Linked DNA regions of Mus musculus: region 1 is linked to region 2. The links are chromatin contacts, called in public HiChIP or PLAC-seq maps. All regions are on one chromosome and are shown on one strand. The core of a region is the stretch at or near the end of the contact, and the rest is flanking DNA. Distances in the headings are between cores, read along the strand shown. Region 1 overlaps Plod3 (procollagen-lysine, 2-oxoglutarate 5-dioxygenase 3). Region 2 has its middle 20 kb from the start of Fis1.

Region 1 (6,109 bases), core at 460-2,959, 60 kb before region 2:
TCCTAACTTTCATCTTCGGTTTTCATCTCTGTGTTTACTCTGATTAAAAGCAACTTAGAGGAGGGAAGGATTTGTTTCAGTTTGTGGGCTTTGGTCCATCACAGTAGGAAGTCAGTGAAGGAACTAAAGCAGGAATTTGAAGCAGAAACCCCAGGGGAATGCTCCTTACAGGCTCACTTGTAGACACATGCTTAGCTAGCTTTCCTATACAGGCCCAGGGAATGATGCCGCCCACAGTGAGCTGGGTCTTCCTACATCAGTTAACAATCAAGACAATCTTCCACAAAACCACAGGCCAATCTGATCTGGGAAATCCCCCGATTGAGATTCCCTTCTCAGATGGCTCTAGGTTGTGCCACACAAGGCTCACCACTGAACATGAGGTATTCCCCATAGAGAGGAAGATAGCAGAGTCCAGCCAACATGGCTACCGGAGGCCCAAGCCTGGGAAAGAGCTGGGAGAAGGCCTTGCTGTCACTGGAAAATTACAAAAGATTCCTGTGCTCATGATCTCGTGGGGGTGGGCCCGGAGCATGTAGCTCCCGTCTGCAGGTAGCTCTTCGGTTTTCAGTAGCTTTGAGGTGTGTGGAAGATGTCAGGAGATAGAGGCACAGAATGCAGGATGAAGGCCAGGTAAGATTATTCAGCTTGTACAGAAGGTGCCAAGCCCGACCTCCCGAGCTCCACCCCTGAGACCCACATGACAGAAGGAGAAAATCGACTCTGACTGCTACATGCACTCTATAGCATGCACAAGCCCCTCCCCAGACCCCAAATAAATAAAGTGTAAATTAAAAAAAATTTTTAAAGATTTATTTATATATTGTATGTACCTGAGTACACCATTGCTCTCTTCAGACACACCAGAAGAGGGCATCAGATCTGTTACAGATGGCTGTGAGCCACCATGTGGTTGCTGGGAATTGAACTCAGGACCTCTGGAAGAGCAGTCAGTGCTCTTAAAACTACTGAGCCATCTCTCCAGCCCCTAAAAAAATTTTTTTTAACAATTTATTTATTTATTATATGTAAGTACACTGTAGCTGTCTTCAGACACCCCAGAAGAGGGCATCAGATTTCTTTACGGATGGTTGTGAGCCACCATGTGGTTGCTGGGATTTGAACTCAGGACCTTTTGAAGAGCAGTCAGTGCTCTTAACCACTGAGCCATCTAAAAAGTTAAATTAAAAACCAAGAATCCAAGATTACTGCTGGAAAGATGTGTCTTTACCTCACCAAAGTTCAAAGTTCAAGGTCCTAAGATGGGTCCCAGGGTTCAGGAGGTCACTCTTTCATGTCACCCCATGTCTGAGCTCAGGGACCCATCCAGTGCAGGCTCCAGGATGGAGGAAGGTGAGAAGGTGGCAGAGAAAAAGAAGACTGTCTTTCAAGAGTTTAAACTGGTTACCTTGATAGGGAACTACAAATTCTCCACGTTCTCACCCTTCAGCGCCTTCCGCCTGCATGCAGAGAGAGGGCAGGGCTGAAGTGTTGTTCTCAGGGAAAACTCCATCTTCCAGACTCAGGCAGATGGCTCAGGGGGCAAGCGTTTGCCAGGCAATCTGGGGACCTCAGATCCCCAGAACTCAGGTAACTGCCAAGTGGGCATGGACGCCTCCTGAAATTCTAGCCTCTGAAGCTGGAGAGAGGAATCCCAGGGCAAACCAGCTAGCAAGAACAGCCATATCAGTGTGCTCTGGGTTTGATTGAGAGGCCCTGTTTCAGTGCTCTGGGTTTGATTGAGAGGCCCTGTTTCACCCTGTTTCAGGGTGGAAAAGTGCTGGGCTCAACCTCAGGTCTCCAAGAGCAACAGGTGTGCACATGTGCAACACACATGAGCACACACACACCTGTACCCACACATATTTGAAAACAAAAACAAAACTGCATGCGCATGCACAAAACACAGACAAGAATCATCTCTAGTGAAGGGTGAAGAAAGGGCATGGCTGAAAAGGAAAGACGTAGGTTTTGTCATGCAGTCAGTCAATACAATCGGCTCCCTCCCCTCCACCCCTGCCAAAGAGCCTTGTGGTCTCCTCAGGCCCTTTCCTGGTGCCTGGTACCCACAAGGGTCATAGGTCAGCCATATGTCTTCTAATCCCCCTTTCCTAGTCCCCTTGTCTCTGGGCCCCCATGCCTGCCCCACCCCCACCCCTTTCCTGTCTCACCCATGAAGAGAAAAGTGAGCACTAACCAGTAGGTGCCTATCACTTTAAGTTGTTGCTTCTGAGGTATTTTCTGATGAGAGAGAAGGGAGGGGGCATGGGAACATCCAACCTAATGGCTCCCATTGCGCCACCAGGACTCCAGGGCCCGGGAAACAGACGGCGAAGGTTTGGGGACGTGAACTCCCAGGGAGCAGCTCACTTCTTTTTTTTTTTTTTTAATTAATTTATTTATTATATGTAAGTACACTGTAGCTGTCTCCAGACACTCCAGAAGAGGGCGTCAGATCTTGTTACAGATGGTTGTGAGCCACCATGTGGTTGCTGGGATTTGAACTCCAGACCTTCGGAAGAGCAGTCGGGTGCTCTTACCCACTGAGCCATCTCACCAGCCCAGCAGCTCACTTCTGAGGTGATCGGATGTTAGACATGGAGACCCAGAACTTTCTAGGCTCCTTTTTGGACTGACCTTTGAACTTCCTTGGTCAATGAGTCTGGGTAAGTTACTGGGAGGATCTTGGAATTGAGAAAGAGAGGGAAAGAGACTATAGAAAGGGGACAGTGCTCGCCTCCCTGGTGACTGAGGCATTAAGGTAGGGAAGCAGCTGGCTAGCCTGCCCACTGGCCACAGTCTCGGGCAATGGTGGGGACCTGAGACTTTGATCTCTAACATTCAGGCCAGGCAGGGCAGGAGGACCCTGACACACAGGCAAGTGCTTGCAATGCTGTCTGTTTGCAGGGAGTGGTCCTGGCTACTAGAATCAGTGAGGACAATGGGGCCCCCTGCCCCTGTGCCCTGTGGCTTATCTCTTTCTCCCCGCCCTCCCCAAACACAAAAACACACTTTTTTTTTTTTTTTTTTTTTTTTTTGGTTTTTCGAGACAGGGTTTCTCTGTGTAGTCCTGGCTGTCCTGGAACTCACTCTGTAAACCAGGCTGGCCTCCAACTCAGAAATCCGCCTGCCTCTGCCTCCCAAGTGCTGCGATTAAAGGCGTGGGCCACCACTTCCGGCTAAAACACACTTCTTGTCTGCTCCCACCTTTAATCATGTCCCCAATCCCACCCTGCAGTTTTTCAGGAAGGCCAGGACACAGGGACATGGACATCAGGACAAGGTGTTGATGAGCAGGGATCCTGTAGTGCATCTTGTGTTCTTCAAACAGCTGTGTGAGATGCTCTACATATAACTCGTGCAACTGGTCCACCTGTTCCTGGCTGGGCCTCGGGCTTCGCTGCACTGGAATTGGGGCGCCCACTGAGGAAGGAACATGAGGGAAGAAGACTGATTGCTGAGACATCCCACTAACCGGGGATCTGCCTGGACAGAGGTCGGGGCCTGCTCCGAGCAAGTGCCAGGCGTGTGAACCAGAAAGCTAGGATGTCGGGCTTTAAGGGAACAGTCCTCTCAGCTGGGAGATGATGAGACAGAGGTACATGGCTCACCAACAGTGTGGATGGGCACGCGGAACGGTATCAGGAGACCCAGGCGACCATGGAAGAGAGACAGAGCCACAGTCAGATTGTCTGAAGTGCCTCCTGTATCCTCCGTACCCAGGAGCCTAGCGGGTTGGGAAACTGCTGGAAGAGGTCATTCTCTCCAAAGGAGAAGACAGGCATGAGAGAGGCCCTGGAGGAACAGGAACAGACACGCACGTGGCTGACGGGGCCTGAAGATACAGGCTCACATTCCTCTCATGCAGGGCAGCTCCGATGGATACGCCCCTGCCGCCACCCGCCCACTCCTCACCCGTGTTCCAGTGATAACTTAATGAATCCTTTCTGATTCCGGAGCCGCAAGCTCACTGTTCCAGGCTTTGCCGCCAAAGCCTCCAGGAGACCTCCCACAGCCAGAACGGCCACCTGGCCACCCTCAGGGTGGGACAAGAGATAGGAAGCGCTAGCCTTGTCAGAAGAAACTAAACCTAGGTGGGAAGGGCAAAGGCTAGACACCACCAAGATAGAGGTAAGCTCAGGAGCTCCCCACCCCCACCCCCACCCCGGGATAAGAGGGACACGGTGACATCAGTGCCCTGATCTTCCTTACCACTGGTCATAATGCAATCTCGGAAGAGAGGCATTTGGAACCAACATGGTAGCGTGAGTAGATGTGGCTTGAGACCCGGAAAGAGGCAGAAGAGGCCTGTGGCCTCTGTACGGAAGTTGCCCCAACAACCAGGACCCCATGAGGATGAAAACCAAAAAGGCAGTTTTGGGATGGATCCAACTCAGCTGTTTTAACGAGCGAGAGAGCAGAGACTATAAATGTATCCCATTTCCCAGTGAGAAATGGCCTTGGAGACAGGAGAGGGTTGGCCACATTTAGCTATTTTAGAGCCCCGTGCATCCAGCAACCCAGCGCACCTTCTGGGACCTCTCACCGTGATGGGAAAGTCATCTCGGAAATACTTCCAGTTGCGGACCCAGGCAGACTGGCGACCCCTCATCCTGGGTATGTGTCAGTCTCGATAAAGCCAGAGCAGGTAGAGAACCACAAGGGTCCAAGCCCGGCCTAGGGAGGCTAGAATCAATGTCACCAGGCATAGCAGGGCTGGAGGGCAAGATAGAGAGCGAGGCTAAGAGCCCAGATGTGCAGGGCTGGCAAGATAGCTCAGCAGGTAAAGGTGCACGCTGCCATGCCTGAGGACCTGGGTTCCATCCCCCAATCCCACATAGTGAAAGGACAGGCCAAGCTGCTCTCTGTTCCACACACATTTGCTGTAGCATAAACATGCCACCCCACAAATATATATACACAATACAATTTTTTTTTAAACAACCCGAAGATGTAATAAGCCCTTTCCTCCCCTCTGGCCCACCCTCCCAGGCCTATGGTATTTAAGCCCTAGATTCCATTAAGGACCCCAGAGGTCTGTTCTACCTCATTAGGATCATGGGAGCAGAGCACCAATAGCCAGGTCTGTCTGGTTCCAGTGGTTTGGGGGCTCACCAAGTCCCAAGAAGGAAAAGACCCACTGGAGCACAGCCAACACTTGAAGGCTCCGGTGCAGGGGGCTGGAGGAGGCTGGGGAGCCCCCCCCCTCTCCCCACCCCCAACCTACACACTGAGCCACGTGGACAGTGAACTGTGAACTGGGACAAGGCAAAGATATTCCTCCCTGAGCTTGCAGGAGCCCCGACCAGCAGGAAGGGGCAGTGGGAAGGACCTGGGTCATAGCCAGGAGCCTAGGGCAAAGTGTTTGAATTCCATAGTTAGAGAGATCTGAGATGAACTGGGATGTCGCCCCCTCCCCCCGCCACACACACACCATGGCCTTTACAAGAACAAGCTTGAAAACCCCATAGTCACTGCCTGTGTCTAGTTAAGGTCGAATTCCCCAGGCTGTGAGCATCAAGTGAAAACTGTGGCATCTCAGGTGGGTTCTAGTGCCCAGCTGTTGGAACATTCTAGTGTCTTCAGGCACAACAAATAAACGAACTTACAATCCTGAAATCAGAGCAGCTGGGACACATTGGACCTACACACAATCTGGCTAAATGACTGCCATGCATAGAAAGGGTGGGTAGAGAGCATCTGGAGAGATGGCTCAGCACTTATGAGCGCTTAACTGCTCTTGCAGAGGACCTAAGTTCAATTCCCACACCCATGTGAAGTGTCTCCCAGCCACCAGGAGCTCCAGCTCCAGGGGCTACGATGCCCTTTCCTGGCCCCCACAGGCTCCTGCTTGTTCTTGGACACACACATGTATATGTGTGCACACATATACACATGCATGAGTACACACACTCACAAATAAATATTTTGCAGATTTTAAAAAAAAATTTTAATCATGTGTATTTGTGCATGGTGGGAGGCCAGCATGGGACACATGAGACCCTGTCTTTATATTGGACTCACGGACTCAATGGTTACAAACATCCTTTTATTGAAAGTGAGGCTGAGGAAGCTTAATAATTTATCAGGCAGGGGACCCTCAGAAGTC
Region 2 (6,184 bases), core at 3,316-5,815:
CTGAGTTCGAGGTCAGCCTGGTCAACAGAGTGAGTTCCAGGACAGCCAGGGCGACACAGAGAGACCCGAGACCTTGTCTTGCGGGGGAGGGGAAAAGTCACTGTAATGCAAACTCAGCGGCTTCTGGCTTTGGTTTTGTTTTGAAGTAAAATTGGGGAGCCCATCACTTATGGGGAGGAAAGCTAACATAGCCGTTACCCCAAACGCCCCAGCCGCCCCAAACCCTGGGGAGCATTCAGGTGCTGAGGAGGATGTTCTCGAAGGCCAGCGATGACTAAGAGCTAAGCGGAGGCTGCTTCCTCTGGAAAATGAGATCCCATCAAGCAGAGCGAGTCTAAGCACCGAGTGTTCTCCAGTGTCAAAGTTGTTCAAGTATTTTTAAACTGCAGAGACTTTTATTGATTTAACCAGCTGAAGATGGGATGAAGGCAATGGAAAATTGCGAAGACGTGTCTCATTAGATGAGGCTCCCCACCCCCTGCTACTATATATTTAGAAGGTTTTTGTTCAATACGGAACAAAACCCTGAGCTTTATATGTGTTACGGGCAGAATGGTGTCCCACCTTCTATCCCCAAAGTCAGAGTGAAGTCCTAATTGTGGAACCTGATAATAGACTATATTTAGGATTTTCTTTCTGCCCTCACCCCTACTCATCGCCCCCTCCCTCCATTCTTCCTTTATTCTGTTTTATTGTGTGGGTGGGTGGTTGGAAAGAGGCACGTGTGCATGTGCTAGCATATAAGGATGGAGGTCAGAGAACAATTTGTAGGAGTCTTTTCTCTCTGTAGGTCTGGGGGATCAAACTCAGGTCACCAGGCATGATGGCTGGCACGTTTACCTGCTAAGGCATCTTGCAGGCTCTTGCCTCTTGCTGTGAGCTCTTGCTGCATAGCCTGGGCTGGCCTGGCAATGGGTCCCTTGGCTTCAGTCCTTAGGGTGCTGATCACCCAGAGACCTCAGCCTCTCACACAGCAGGTGTCCTCCTTCGAGCTACCTGGGACATAGGGACGTCATCTAAGCTACAGATCTCCTAAGAAAAGTTATATGTGTGCACAGGAGCACAAGTGCCCACAGAAACTGGAGGATAGTGCTGTTTCACCCCAGAGTGGGAGTTACAGGTGGTTGTAAGCCACTAGTGTGGGTGCTAGGATCCCAGTTCAGGGCCTTTGAAAAAGAAGTATGTGCTCTTAACCAATGAGCCACCTTGCTAGACCCCCAAAGTGGTTTTTTTCGAGACAGGGTTTCTCTGTGTAGCCCTGGCTGTCCTGGAACTCACTTTGTAGACCAGGCTGGCCTCGAACTCAGAAATCAGCCTGCCTCTGCCTCCCGAGTGCTGGGATTAAAGGCGTGCGTCACCACGCCTGGCTGGTATCATCTTTAAGAACAACATCTACCACCTTTGAAACAGGGTCTCTCCCTGGCCTAGAGCTCACCAATTAGGCCAAACTACGCTGGTGTGTTACTACTGAGCCATGCCCCCAGCCCCTCACTGGGGGATTCTAGGCAGAGAGCCACACCTCCAGCCCCTCACTGGGGGATTCTAGGCAGAGACTCTACCACCGAGCCACGCCCCCAGCCCCTCCCTGGGGGATTCTAGGCAGGGGCTCTACCACTGAGCCATGCTCCCAGTCTCTCCTGGGGGATTCTAGGCAGGTGACCACTGAGAGCCCTTGTGGGATTGTCATCTGGCTCTGTGATAAAAATGCCCTGACAAGCTTATTGTGGTGCTGCATGCCTTTAAACCTACCACAAGGTGGGTAGAGGCAGGAGGATCTCTGTGAGTTTGAGCCCAGCCTGGTCTACATAAGAAATTCTAGGCCAGCTAGAGCACCATCAGAGACCCTGTCTCCAACTCCCAGCCCCCCCCAAAGAAAACAAAAACAAACACCCCCCCCCCACAACAACAACAACAACAAAAGGCCACTCAGGGGAGCCAGGTTAATCTGGCTCATGGTCTCAGGTAACAGTCCTCACAGCAGGCATGCTGCAGAGGCAGGAGCTGCTGGCCTTGTCTTACTAAGTAGTTTCATGATGGCCTTTAACTCTCCCATCCTCTGGCTCCACATCTGGAGCACCAGGTGGGATGGAGCCCAGAGTTTCCTCCAGGCTAGGTGAGAACCCGCAGCTGGGCTGTGGTCCACTTGCATTGCTATGCTGGCTCGGCATGTTTTAGCTCTTCAGTGCTGTGGGTTGAACTGTACACATATTAAATAATGCGTGCATCCTGTTCCAGAGGCCAACTCCCCAGACCTTTTATATGTTCATTTCGAGAGAACTCTATACTTAGGAGACAGAGGCAGGCAGGTCTCTGTGAGTCTGAGGTAAGCCTGGTCTACATAGAGAGTTCCAAAGTTACATAGTAAAACCCTATCTCAAAAAAAAAAAAAATTCCTTCTGAGATCTCAAGAGATTCTCAAAGAGTTTGGGCTGGCCTCGATCCTCCTGCCTCTGGAGACCTGGAATCGTGGCTTTGCACCACTGTGCTTGGCCTTTAATATTTCTTCAGATATGAGCAGAGTCCCTCCATGAAGCTGTCAGGCCTGGAGATTTCCTTTGTTTGAGTGTGAGGCTAGAGTTAACAGAGAAGGTTTTCTTTTTTTTAAGCACAGTTTCACATATCTCCGTAGCCATGGCAATGACCCCTGGTCAAATTCTGAGAACTAGAATCCTCACTGAGAGATTGGTAAGAGGTTCTTTTCTGTGCCCAAAATAGAATCAAGAGGAACCAGGCAGCAAACCAGCACTGAGGGGCACACCTGTAGACTGAGCCCCTGAGGGGTGGAGGCAGGAGGATGAGGAGCTCATTTGGGCTACATAGCTTGAGGCCAGCCTGAGCTGGGCTACATGCAACCCTGGGGCAGAAAAAGATGAACTAAGGACTGGAGAGATGGTTCAGTGGGCAAGAGTGCTTGCTTTGCAAACATGGGGCTCTTAGTTCAAATTCCCAGCATGGTGTAAAAAGCTAAGCATGGCTGTTTGCATGCCTGTAACCCCAGGACGGTCAGGGTGGTGGAGGGACAGGACTTCGTAAGGGATCCCACATGTACTGTAGTGACACCTTGTCTCAAGGCAGTAAGGTGGGACAGCCGAAGTCCTCTCCTTATTGGCATATGCAACTGCACACACGAGCACATACAACAAACATACCTACAGGAATTTAACAGAATGATGAACTAGGCTGTCCTGGTAGCTCTGGTTTGGGTCTGGAGGTGGGGCCTGGTTGGAGGAAGTCCATCACTTCGGACTTGTAAAGACTTCAAGCATCCCTGGTCCAGACTCGAGGAGGAGAGCAGCTTAGTTTGCTACCTGCTTCCTGACATGAATGACCTCTGCCTTGACCCAAAGCAGTCAGAGCCTGGGCCGACACCCGGGCTTGAATGCACTCTTCTAGGTGAAGACCTCGGACATTTTGTCAAAGTAACAAAAAGCTAACAAGGGCAGGTTTACTTTCTAAAATGTGTGCTGTGTGCTGTGTGTGAGCATGTGATTATGTTTGACTCTGCATGTTGTCACAGGACAACTTGGAGGCACCAGGGTCCCTCCCTCTGCCATGTGGTCCCAGGGGTCAGAGCCAGGCTCTCAGGCTTGGTGACAGGTGCCCTTACCCACCGATGCTTCTCATTAGCCCTTTCTGTGTGTGTGCATATGTGTACGTACCCACATTTGCAAATGCAGAGGGTCCTGCTCTATCACCTTCAGCCTTTTGCCCTGGAGACAGGCTCTCTCGCTGAATCTGGAGCTGGACTGGCACCTGACAAGCCCCAGAATTTGACTCTGCCTCCACAGCCCTGAGCTCACAGGGTTACAGTGTGGCCTTGACTGTTTTTTGGTTTTTGGTTTTTCGAGACAGGGTTTCTCTGTGTAGCCCTGGCTGTCCTGGAACTCACTTTGCAGACCAGGTTGGCCTCGAATTCAGAAATCCGCCTGCCTCTGCCTCCCAAGTGCTGGGATTAAAGGCGTGCGCCACCACACCGGGCTTTTTTTATTTTTTTATTTTTTGGCCTTGACTGTTTTATGTGGGCTCTGGAGATTTGAACTCGGATCCTCCTGCATCAAGCACTCTTACCCAGAGAACCATCTCTTCAGTCCCCCAGCATTTTAAAAGTAGGCATGAAGATTCACTGTACTCACCTGTGGCTTTGTATGGGAGCTTGGTGGTCACATAACAGGCACGGGCCCAACTCCCGTGGAGAATTTTGACTTTAGGACTCGTGAGATTTCCAGGACAAGGACATCCCAACCCAGCCTCTGTAGCGGTGAATCTCCTCCCAAATATGCCCCGGCAAAGAAAACACATAACAGTTCATGTGATTACAGCTGTGCGCCTAGACTGGGCAGATCTGCCGCTACACTACCATCTTGCACATCTATGAGACCCCTTAGAACTTGCGGTATCTCCAGGCCATGTGCTTCCGCTCCGATCTTCTCCTTCTTCCTCCTCCTCCTCTGCGTCCTCTCCCCCTTCCATTTTCTCCTTCTTCTCCCTCCCACCTTCTGCTCCACCTTCCCTTTTATCTGCCCAAGCATCAGCTCTCCTTTATTTTACAAATGAAGGTGGGAAACAGGTTTACTGGAAATCACCTGGGTGCTGACTCATTCCTTGTTCCAACCACTCACCAGAGAACAGAATTAACATCAAATATGATTAGCCCCAGGGCTATCCACAACATTTCCCCCTTTCTGTCCAATTAAAAGACTATTTTATCTTAGATATAATTGAATATAACTATCATTATTTTGTAATTTATAAAGTACAAGAGACCTAAACACCCAGTCCTTCATCTTTGTTAGTTAAACAGAACCTCTTATCATCTATCCTTACTTAAAAGCCTTATAATTCTACATCTGGCTGTGTCTTAGCTTTAGATAGGATGCCATCTGAAAACCATCCTCTCAGAACTGTCCTGGCTTGGCTAGGAGACTATGTAGGGTCTCAACCCCATCAGAAATCCAAGACTGACTGATATTAACTGAAAATATATAGAAAGCCTAAAACAGCTTCCAAAACGTAGCCAATCCACAGAGACTGCTGATCACCTGGACAGCCCCTTACTTCAGCAGTTGGAGCATCGGTCTTCAGCCTACTGGCCAGGGTCATCTGACAGACCTAGAGAAATAGGAATATTAAGGACTGGCCTACTCTGTCTCTGCAGAATCAAGCTGTCCTAACCTATAACTGTGTCCTTACTTTGGACAGCATTATGGCTGTAGATGAAATGATGAGGCAATTCTTGCCTAGTGGCTGTTTCGCCACAACTGGAGTAACTCAAAGATGCTCAGTTTCTTCTTTGAATCCCAGACAGACAGGGAAAGCTGTCAGGAACGAACTGGTCTCAACAACAAATGAATAAATAACATTAAATGTCACGTTGTGTGGACTTTGGACGTTTTCGAAAACCAACTATCTACGTAAAGTAATTTAGACTGTTCTCTGTTAACTACTCTCAGCCATTTCTAATTAAAATAACTGAGAACACCCTAACTATTGTTAAACTCAGAGCCATGAATTTCCTATTTGGCTCTAAACTCACAGGCTTAAACATCTCAGATCTGTTTATAATAACAGCAATATAATCACTGTAGTTTGCTCTTGAAACAAGAAAGTGTGTGCTTGACCCCAGCACCCTCCAGCTATTTATATCTCTCCCTGCTGTGTCTACATTGAGTGTATCTACTGAAATAAATCATAACTGAGAAACCACTTTTGTTTGAGTTTTGTGGGGGACTGAATACAAAGATAGAAAGGGTACTGGGGAAGGGGAAAGGAGCGCCTGAGCACACTGCACATGCACAGACACACATAGAAACACACACACAGCTGGGCGTGGTGGCGCACGCCTTTAATCCCAGCACTCGGGAGGCAGAGGCAGGCGGATTTCTGAGTTCGAGGCCAGCCTGGTCTACAAAGTGAGCTCCAGGACAGCCAGGGCTATACAGAGAAACCCTGTCTCAAAAAATCAAAGAAACACACACACACATTCAATTGCTTGCTGAACTCAAAACTATTGTTCTGGGACAGGAGAGATGGCTCAGTTGGTAACAGCACTTGTTGCTCTTACACAGGACCCAGGCTTGGTTGCCTGCGCCTGCGTGATGCCTCACAACCACCCATAATTACAACTCCAGGGACTCTAGCGCCCTCTTGTGGCCTCCACGGGTACTAGGCAAGCCTGCAGTGTTAC

Evidence for each region. HiChIP or PLAC-seq counts read pairs in DNA pulled down with a chosen protein or histone mark.
Region 1: a contact with region 2 is called in an H3K27ac HiChIP or PLAC-seq map of embryonic stem cells, with 12 read pairs. The contact joins two enhancer-like sites. A contact is called at or near these places in 2 of 39 promoter capture datasets (hippocampal neurons and macrophages), 1 of 15 datasets of contacts at CTCF or cohesin (large pre-B cells), 9 of 484 Hi-C or Micro-C datasets (the Ba/F3 cell line, the N1E-115 cell line, bone marrow and 6 more), 5 of 115 datasets of contacts at active chromatin or transcription factors (the SCID.adh cell line, embryonic stem cells and extraembryonic endoderm stem cells) and 4 of 9 other capture datasets (adipose tissue, embryonic stem cells, liver and 1 more).

The regions. Positions count from the first base shown.
Region 1 is chr5:136,996,466-137,002,574 of GRCm38.p6, reverse strand. Plod3 (procollagen-lysine, 2-oxoglutarate 5-dioxygenase 3) reads right to left here. Exons shown (of 19, transcript NM_011962.3): 19 at 5,929-6,109. It also overlaps the pseudogene Gm7284 and the pseudogene Gm26989. Among named protein-coding and RNA genes, the nearest start is that of Mir702, 8.1 kb to the right of the region's middle. Within about 2 kb of position 1,709, at least 14 of the 459 cell types and tissues checked have an H3K27ac peak or open chromatin away from gene starts, as enhancers often do. A contact at or near this core is called in embryonic stem cells, where this site is marked.
Region 2 is chr5:136,939,417-136,945,600 of GRCm38.p6, reverse strand. No RefSeq gene overlaps it. Among named protein-coding and RNA genes, the nearest start is that of Fis1, 20 kb to the left of the region's middle. Within about 2 kb of position 4,565, at least 13 of the 459 cell types and tissues checked have an H3K27ac peak or open chromatin away from gene starts, as enhancers often do. A contact at or near this core is called in embryonic stem cells, where this site is marked.